Regions from separate parts of the Mus musculus genome. Here regions 1 and 3 are each linked to region 2. The links are chromatin contacts, called in public HiChIP or PLAC-seq and Micro-C maps. All regions are on one chromosome and are shown on one strand. The core of a region is the stretch at or near the end of the contact, and the rest is flanking DNA. Distances in the headings are between cores, read along the strand shown. Region 1 overlaps Wwox (WW domain-containing oxidoreductase). Region 2 overlaps Wwox (WW domain-containing oxidoreductase). Region 3 has its middle 52 kb from the start of Gm51552.

Region 1 (3,189 bases), core at 260-2,759, 560 kb before region 2:
TAGCAGAGGAAGGGACAGAAATAAGCCACTGTACGTGATAGAGCTTGGTCATGGAAGGAGCTGGCAGAGCTATGCGCGGTATGGTAAGGACTGAAGGAACGCCTCTGTGACTTCACATGATGTCACAGAAAGAGGACATCCTCCCTCAGGACAGCCCACCCATCATCATTCCCTCGTCTGCGAACTTACGATACAAACTGCTCTTGACCCCCAGTGCCCATCAATCTGAGGCTGGTTAGTGTGTGCTATCAGGGTTCAACTTCACGAAGAAGGGGCCCAGCACCCCACCCAATTTGAGGTACCCAGTAGTTACTCATCAAATAGTTCTAGCAGAAGAGTTGAGTAAGTGGTACTTTTAAAAAACAGATCTAAGATTAAAAAAAAAAAACATAAACAATGTAAGAGCCTGACTATTTTGTTCTTGAATTACTGTTGATGTGGTTTGGGCAACATTCTTCCCTATAAGTTGTGACTCACATAAAGCTTTCTCTTATACAAGGCTGGCTATGAGGCAGTCAGCAGACTAGAGGAACACATGTACACTCTCCCTGTCCTACTCCCTTGTGGTCCTGGTGGAAAAGATTTGCTGTTTTCTTCCCAGGTTACAGAAAACTGAGAGAGGAAACTACTTGCTCAAGTCTACACAACTCCTAAGTATCAGGTCTGGTTTGAACTCATGCCTTGTCTCTGAAGTTATGTTACACAACAGAGATGGAACTTAGAGCATGCCTCTTCAGGTCTCTGGGCCTTCCTTTTATCGTTGGACTTCATTTCCAGGTACAGATTTCTACAAGGCTCCTAGCCTACAGGGTTTGCATTTGCCTGCAGAGTGGGTTTGAGATGGAGGGAAAATGGGATCAGGACTGTTTCCTAGAACTCTGCCTGTAGGCAGAGAAAGAGATGGAGTCCAACTACAGGGAAGTACAGTCTCATCAGGTCTTGGTATTTTGTTGCCTCTTTTTACTAACATATTAATGCCACCTCAATAACCATGAGATGAATGAATGAATGAGCAGGTAGATGTTGTTGAATGGATGAACAAATGGGGAACTGAAAAGTTGGATGGATGGATGGATAGATGGATGGATGGATGGATGGATAGATGGACAGGTAGATGGATGGATAGATGATGGATGGATGGACAGGTGGATGGATGGATTGGCAGGTAGATGGATAAATGGATGGATAGATGGATGGATAGGCAGCTGGATAGATGAATGGATGGATGGATGGATGGATGGATGGATGGATGGATGTATGGATGAATAGATGAATTAAGAACTGAACAAATAACTAAATGACTGTTTGGAAGTACTGCTTGTTATTTTACACCAAAAGGGAGGCATGCTGTGGACATGACTCACTAGTGGTCACTCAGACTTTAAAAATACCCACATTCCTTGTGAGAGCTGGCAGGAGCAGTTTCTCTCCCTGGAGCACAGCCCTCTGCCTACCTAATACAGTGTGAGGTGTTAACTACATTATCTGGAAATACCCCTATGACTAATTCCCATCCCTTATCCGGAGGAGAAGAAAATTGTCTGTAGTGCGAATGCCCCAGATTCCTGGTCAGTTTATGTAAGGCGTTTCAAGCCATTGCAGTATTTAAAGCCATTTTTAGCTTCAATCACTTGATGTGTGGTGAGCCAAGAATACCTGATCTCTTACTCCTTAAAACTCCCTGTTTTTTCCACTAATTTTGTTTAAAGTGGTTGTGGCACTAAGTACTTCTCCACTGAAGAGAAGGTTTATAAACATGCATCCCAACATTATGCCGTCTTTTAAATAGGTGCTTATTCAGTGAATTCTCCTGTTACATCGCCTGGGCTCCTTTAGCTCTGATACTTTGGGCTGATCCCAGCCCTGCCAGGTGGTGGGTGGGTGATATTTATTTTTTGTCATGGCCTATTTGGTGGTTTTTGTACACTGAAAACTTTTCTGCTCGTCCCAAACAGGATTAGATGGAAGCTTTTCCCAAGTGATGTCTACAGCAATTGAATAAGGTTTGAGCTCTGACTAACCAAAAGTTAGAAGACTACGGGGGAGGGGTGCTTTTATTAAGTAGGGAAAGATAAAGGTCCTTTCTTTATGCGGTGTAGCTACTTTGAAACACATGAAATGCTCAGAAAAGCAAAATCTCAGGGCATCAGATATTTTCTCAGAACCTAAACCCCGATTTCACTTGCACTCTTCTTGCCTTTACCCTCCAAGAAATAGAAATCCTACTTTGACCACCTTTCGCAGAATCTTATTGTTCATTTGTTGGTCTTTAAATATATGGACAAACAAATTCAGCTGCATTTCAATACGTGCAGGTACCTCCAGTGGGCTAATGATTCCTACAAGTCCTCGGATTTCTTTGTGAACTCGTTGACAGTAAATAGCAGGGTGTGTTGGTTTAAGAAATAAACCCATTTGCTGTAGTGCCAGAGTAGCTACAGCCGTGTTCTAATAAAACTCCCAACACAAGCCTAGCCAGGCAACATGATTTGGCCCATGGACTGCAGTTCACAGACCATTGCTCTATAAAACTCAACAAATTAATTATCAGAGTGTATCTTCTAAACGACTTCCCTTCCTTGACAAAACAGACTTGATGTTTTATTGAATCTTTATTCCAGTTTCATCCAAGTTGAAAATATCATAATATTTTGTTGTTGTTATTGCTGCTGCTGCTGTTGCTGCAATGGGATCTGAACCTAGAGCTTTGCGTATATATATTAGGCAAGAATGCTACCTCTAAGTTACACTCCTAGCACTAAGAATTCCTTTTCAAAGCCATCTCATGCATCCCCGATGCCCACAAACTTACTATGACCTTGAGCTTCTGATCCTTCTACCCCACTTTCCAAGTGCCTGTGCCACCATGTGTGGTTTATGCCGTGCTGGGGACTAAACCCAGGCCTTTGGCAAGTCCTTTGCTTACTTAGCTGGATCTCTGAGCCCACACAGTGAAGCTTCCTAAGGCTGTCTGCAGAAGGAAGTTCCCGGTGTGCTGAGCATCCAGAGACATCAATAAGTCCTGTGTGAAGTCTTTAAACTTCACATCCAAACGTCAGGCAGAAATCTATGCTTAATGACTCTATGACAGTTATTCTTAGTTTTTTTTTTTTAATCCAAAAACAATTTGCTATGAAGACATTTCCATGGAAGATAAAACAGGGACTCGTTTGATGCTCCCAGGTAGAT
Region 2 (3,198 bases), core at 595-3,094:
CAGTGTTCCTTTAAGTTCTATTTCTAATTATGCATTGGCTCTTAAGTAAATACAATTACCAAATAATTAAGAATTAGATATGGGCTTTCTTGAACACATTTAATTTTCCTTAAGAATGCCTCCCTTCCTCTTTCTCTCTCTCCCTTTTTTAGTTAGGAGCACAGAAGATTTTATTTTCCTACCAGCTTCTTCCAAGTTTAAATTCTGGAAATAAGCCTGCGTTTTTAATAACCTTATCATTAGAGCATCTTTCTGTATGAACTGTTCACGAGGAGTGGCCTTTATAATGTGATATAGAAATGCAAGTTTATAGGAGTTTGCCATTTAAACTACTAAAGACATGCCTTTTCATCTATTTCTATGGGCTCTTCTTCCCTTTTGCCAATGCACACTATGCTGAGAGAATTCTGCAGGGCCACCTTCCTTGTCGTGATATCGTGACTACCACGACGCCCAGGGCTGTGCAGATGCAAGTTATATCTGTGAACTGCAGAGTCTTAGACAGAACCCGCTCCCTGTGATGCGGTGTTTCTGACAGTCACTGATCTTGTCAGCGTACGTACTCTTCCTTTTTGTGTGGACAGTGGAGTCCTGAGAGCCCATCTTCCCCATTTCCAGGGCAAGATTGTGGGAGAGCAGGAGCTGTGCAACCCAGCACTAAGCATAACCTGTCATAAACGGCACGCGGTGCTTAGTATTCAGAACAAGACATCTCTGTCTCATTCTCGAAGACCCTTTTGACAAAAGCCATCTCGCAGCTGCCAGGAGTATCGAGTCCAGCTGAGGACAAACTTCAAGATGAACCTGAAATCAATTGGCCATCAAATTTTCATGCCTCTCCCAGACTATCTGTGGCATTTTAATTACAAGCACCCTCGGCGGGGGGTGCTACAGATATTGACACTTGGCTCCTACAATAAACTTTATTGGCAACCTCTGTCTGCATGCAGGACTTGCCTAGAATAACAAGAAATGTATGAGAAGCAGGAGTGGAGTGCAATTGCTCAAAATCACCCCCCTCCCCTCCCCTGAAAGGGGACTAGGCATTACTTGGCACGAGCGATAGGACAAGGAATGATCTGAGTTGGATAAATGACTGGGTGTGGAGAGATGGGTCAGTGGCAAAGCACGTGCCACAAGGGTGAGGGGCTGAGTTTAGCTTTAAGAAACCCATGGAGAGCCAAATGTGAGAGCACATGTTTATACTCCCAGTGGATGGTGCTGAGTTGGGAGGTAGAGACAGGAGACTCCCTAGAAAGCTCACCAGCCACCAGAAAGCTGGTGGACGTTAAGGAGGGCCAATATCTGAGGTTGACTTGTGCTCTCCACATGTGCACTCTGTGGCACATACGTCCTTGCACACATGAAGAGGTAAGCATGCACACACAGGCACATGTGCACAGACAATGTGCACTTAATCTTCAGATTACACGTGCTGCCATGTCCTAGGAGTCCTAGGGTACCTGCCTATGGCACAGCAGAGTGTCATCTTGCTTTCTTCTGTATGGGATGAGTATTGCTGAAATACATCATTCCCCAGCCCTTCAAAGGACAGAATGGACCAAAGGCCATAGGCTTGAGTTAAGGGAATGGAATCACTCACTGCTGGTGGTCGGGCAGTCTGTGTGTTGGGTTGGTAGACATCTATCTACTTCAGGAGCAAGAGAAGCCAGCCTCTGACATTTCCTCGCTTTGGCCCCGGCTGTTAGATGGGCTGTAAATATCAAGAGGAAGTCAAGGAGACCTTGTGATTCGCCAGCCACAAAGGATCCTTGCTCTGTGAAAAGTAAGGACTTTAGAACTGCAGGCTTGAAGCTGAGCACTCCTCAGCAGGGAGTGGGGGTGGGGAGTTGGGACAAAGGTTACAGCATTGTTGTGTCTCCCAGTGTCACAGACGCTCAGGCACAATCCTGCAGCTGCCTGATACGGACCCAATATTCTGATAAATATAACAACTGGCTTTCTGAAAACAAGAGAGAGCGTATGAACAGGTACACGGGGCTGTCACACACTCTCTAGTGCAAAGGACAACTGGTGTGGCCTTTATCAGTAAGAGACATGCAAAACTGTTTGTTACAAATGCCACACAGCCAACTGAGGCTCAAGGGAAGCTTTTATTGATTTGTGACAAACACTTGTATCCAGAGCTGAGCTATGGCCCAGCCTGGGGAGCAAGTGACAACCCCTCTGAGTGTGGCTTGATGATTCAGAGTGAATCACTTAGTGTGAACACTGAGACATGTACTCTGGCATTCCACACATTCTTCCATTGTGCGAGTGAATTCTTCGCTGGATTGGATAAGTCAGTTTTTAATTCGGTGTTCTGTGCGTTCATGATGTAATAGGTACAGGTATGTTAGTTAGCCTACAACCTATTCTGCAATGGGAACATTGTAACCACTTTCTCCATTAAGACCACATAGATAAAGCAATCTTGCTTCCCTGTGTAGGTTTTGCCCATTCCTGTGGGGCAAATATGCCTGCCATGGCTGCTCTCAAGACATCAAGGCAATATCCTTAAACACAGGGTCTGATTGTGTTTACATCTTTCCACTATTTGGAACGCAATGGACCTCGGAAGTCTCTTTACCAACCTTTCAACTTTAGGACATGATTTTGCCATCTACAGAGTTCTCGGTAGAGAACCACGACCTTGAGTCACGAAACAAAATTTTCAAAAAAACGGTATCTTCAAACACTCGAAGTGGGCGTTTGAGTTTGTTTTGGGAAGCATTTACATCTATCCTTGGCCCAGCTTGACCCCGCGGCCACAAGCTGGACTTGGCTACAAAAGCACTGGTAATGGTCAGATGTGGTTTCAAGAAAAGAAAAATGCAGGAAGCACAGAGCTCTGATATTAATTGAATAACTCAGTTACTGCATAGCCCCAGGGCCATGTAGGGAGAGAGTTCCCTTCAGAGTGAACATAGTGGGCATTATACAAAAGTACACAAGTAGACACACACACACACACACCAGGAGATTCTGCCAACAAACCCCTGTGTTGTCATCTTACAGACAGGGACCCTTTGAAACACAGGCTGGTGATCAATGCCTGAAATACAACAGCAGAAGATTATCAGAAAGTTGTATCTGGAAGAGTTGGTAGGCCCACAAAGAAAGTGGGAAGAATAGACCCCACTATAGAGAGTAGTCAACTGCAGTCCCCGTTGACAGGGCTATCAATAGACGGCCTCC
Region 3 (3,220 bases), core at 140-2,639, 990 kb before region 2:
ACTGTTTCTCAAATACGTACATTGAGCAAAATACAGCTGGTTTATTTCACTTGGTATCATGGTATATCCATGCCTTTACATGCACTAGCCACTGGTTATATTTTTACGTAAATAATACTTCATTTAACAAATGTGTCATGAATATATTTACCAACTAATAGATATTTGGTTTGTCTCTACACTTGAGCAATTACAAGTGAGGCTGCTAGGGATATCAGTGTCGTAATGTCATCACACTTGATCAGAAAGAGTTTCAGGCAACGCAGGCCTCTAGAGCTCTGCCATCATGGAGAGTGAGTGCACACAAGCTATTGTTCTTACAAGCCAAGACCTGCAGTGAGATGCTGCCCCACCAACCCCGAATCCTCAGAGGGCCTGATGGAGTGTGAGAAGAAGCAACTGCTCCATGTGGAAGGAAGCAGTGGCCCCCCCATCTAATAAAAGAAAGACCTCACAGAATACTAGTGCATGTACATGCAGAGGGAATGACCACGTTCAGTACCAACCAGCTCTTCAGGGCTGTTTTGTTTATTGTGTGAGATAAGGTCTCCTGTAGCCCAGACTAGCCAAAAATAGCCTCGAACTCCTGATCTTCCTGCCTCTACTTCCTTTGATCACTAGTGTGTTGCCATACCCTGCTTTTCCATAGTTATTTTGATGCTGGACTCACAGAAATGCCTTGAGTTCCACTAATATACATAGTAAATGACTTATAGGGATTGCCTATAAAAATATGCAGAAATATTCCGAACACAGAATTACACCATCCCATTCGGGAGAGGTTGGGGAGGAAGAAGCCCCTGTAACAAAAGCTCTGCGTGCTTTTCCTTTCATCTCAAAGGAAGTGTGCACCCCACTCTTTCCTGTGAATCCCAGAGTCTCAGGGCTGGGACCTCCCTTCCCATCTAGGTTCAGCAAGTCCTGAAGGATGTACCACCCAGGAACATGCATAGCCATACTATCAGTGACACCCATTCCAACCACTGCAAGTATACACAGCTCCCCTTCCGAGTAGAGTAGAGGGTGTCAGAGAGACCATGCCTTCTCCCACCCAATGACACAAGTTAAAAATACTGCCTGCTTCTTCGGCTAACTCCCATCTTAGCCTTGCACATTTAAAAATATTCCCGTCAGTGGCTCTATGTTTGAAAATGTATTTTGCATCTGATAATTATGAGGCATTTAAAGGGGCAAAATTAGAAAGCACAAAATTAGGCTGGCGAGCTTATTTAGCCCAATTCTTGTATTTTAATGGGTGGAAGTTGGGTAATTGTCTGCTCTTGGGGTATGAAGACCCCCCCCCCAATAGGAGTAGTGGAAATATACTGGCTTCTCTGTGGTCCCAATCACTCAGTGAGTCACGGCTGTGGATCAGCACTGAGGAATGTCAGACACCTGAAGCAAGAGCTTGCATCGAGTTCTCCCCGAGAACCTCAGGAGCTGGATCACAAGGTAATCTAACAGCACAAAGATTAACAGAGATAACTGCGGTAAGTTGGCTTTCAATGTAAAGAGATAGGTAATAGCTGTGGCAACCCGACATGATGTATTTACCAGGAGAGTTGATTGTCACTAGGGTCTGTGTGTCCCTGAAGGTAGACCATCCCCAAACAGCTCTGATTCTGCGCAAACATTGACAGGGATGCCTTCGTTTGCACACCAAAGCTAGCTGCTCTTCCCCAAGACTTAACAATGTAAAAAAGAGTACCCAAAGCTGGCCAAACCAAAAAGGGCAACTTCACGTGGTCTTTTCATGGCTGCCAACCGGAACCTCGGCGATCTGACTGTGTAGTGCTAATAAACTCAGTGGCTACTTGCAAGGAGCTTGCCCTGGACCCAGATGGGTAGATCCATTCCCCCAACACAGACAGCATGCAAGAGTTTTCTCTTTTTCAGATCTCCTCATAGCTCTTTGCAAGCTTCGACAGGCTGCAGGAAGCCTAGTTGAGGCCCAGAAATCCCAGGTATGAGTCATCTGGATGAGTCAGATGTGGCCCTTTGCTTTCTTCAGGCTGTGGTTTGCTCTTAACAGAGGTTGCTTTGTTCTTTACCCAACCGAGTCCTGACTCCCTCTGCACTCTGGGGAAGGAGACCCGACACTGTCAAGTCCACTTTACAGAAGGCAGAATGGACATGCCTGGCTCCAGCTTCAAATAATGTTCTGAAGCAATCCATGGAATAGGTGCACAGCATCTGAAGGGCCTGAGAGCTGAATTTGCTCCCAGGCTAAGATCTGAGTTGTCCCTGTAGGATGTATCATCTCAGCGAGGTAGTATCCTTAGTTGCAAGGCACTAAAAAACATCCATCCACTCAGAGAATCATGTATGAAGCCAAAAGCCCATGCTCCTACAGGCATATCCAGCAATGTTTGAGGTCACATTTAATTATTACATGTGTCTAATTGTTACACGTGTCAATGTTAGCATTCACCACATGATGCTTGATGCTACAGAAAAATCCTTTTGGTCACTAATAATGGGTCAATATTCAGGCATTTTGGACATTTTTAAAAAAATCTTTATTTAAAAGAAAAATCTAATTTCTAACCAAAGAGTGAATAGCTAGAGAAGTCATTTCAGTTTCATTTATTTTTGGTTGGGGGAGGAAGGGGTTTGGGAGACAGGCTTTCTCTCTGTAGCCCTGGCTGTCCTGGAACTCACGCTGTAGACCAGGCTGGCCTCGAACTCAGAAATCCACCTGCCTCTGCCTCCCAAGTGCTGGGATTAAAGGCGTGCGCCATCACTGCCTGGCCAATTTAATTTCTAAACCATCTTTGAGCAGACCTAGTTTACCCAGAATACACTGGTATAACAAAATAGTTACCAGGAAAACTCAATTCAAATACATAAATGCATATGTCAGAATATGAAACAATGAAAAGGAAGGTCTGAACAGGAAATCTTGAGGGGCATTTGTCGCCACCCCACCCCCGCCTGCGACACTCCCTCTACAGAAAATGTGGCTCCCTACTCTTGTATTCCGAGACAAGAAACCATAGAAAGCACAAATAATACTGAGACAAAAAAATAGAAGATAGAAGAAATTGAGCAAAAGCTACCCGTGGCTGTGCTAGCACGCTGCTGTGAAGCCAGGCACACCTGGTGCTTTCGAGTGTGTGATTGACCCTTCCCTTGAACAAGGATGCTAAGAAGCAGCAAGGCTGGGAGCCAAGCAGGGGAGACAGGGAGAGCGGGAACAAGGAGGGAGAGGGTTGTTTGC

The links. Hi-C and Micro-C count contacts between places; a contact is called where the count stands out from the background. HiChIP or PLAC-seq counts read pairs in DNA pulled down with a chosen protein or histone mark.
Region 1: a contact with region 2 is called in a Micro-C map of muscle stem cells, with 6 times the contacts expected there. The contact joins two enhancer-like sites. A contact is called at or near these places in 3 of 484 Hi-C or Micro-C datasets (liver, muscle stem cells and myocytes), 1 of 115 datasets of contacts at active chromatin or transcription factors (heart atrium) and 1 of 9 other capture datasets (embryonic stem cells).
Region 3: a contact with region 2 is called in a FOXA1 HiChIP or PLAC-seq map of pancreatic cancer cells. The contact joins two enhancer-like sites. A contact is called at or near these places in 1 of 484 Hi-C or Micro-C datasets (bone marrow-derived macrophages) and 1 of 115 datasets of contacts at active chromatin or transcription factors (pancreatic cancer cells).

Annotation. Positions count from the first base shown.
Region 1 is chr8:115,332,456-115,335,644 of GRCm38.p6, reverse strand. The region is part of intron 8 of Wwox (WW domain-containing oxidoreductase); the gene reads right to left. Among named protein-coding and RNA genes, the nearest start is that of Gm39256, 310 kb to the left of the region's middle. Within about 2 kb of position 1,509, at least 31 of the 459 cell types and tissues checked have an H3K27ac peak or open chromatin away from gene starts, as enhancers often do. A contact at or near this core is called in muscle stem cells and myocytes, where this site is marked.
Region 2 is chr8:114,776,472-114,779,669 of GRCm38.p6, reverse strand. The region is part of intron 8 of Wwox (WW domain-containing oxidoreductase); the gene reads right to left. Among named protein-coding and RNA genes, the nearest start is that of Gm16118, 70 kb to the right of the region's middle. Within about 2 kb of position 1,844, at least 52 of the 459 cell types and tissues checked have an H3K27ac peak or open chromatin away from gene starts, as enhancers often do. A contact at or near this core is called in muscle stem cells, myocytes and pancreatic cancer cells, where this site is marked.
Region 3 is chr8:115,769,975-115,773,194 of GRCm38.p6, reverse strand. No RefSeq gene overlaps it. Among named protein-coding and RNA genes, the nearest start is that of Gm51552, 52 kb to the right of the region's middle. Within about 2 kb of position 1,389, at least 79 of the 459 cell types and tissues checked have an H3K27ac peak or open chromatin away from gene starts, as enhancers often do. A contact at or near this core is called in pancreatic cancer cells, where this site is marked.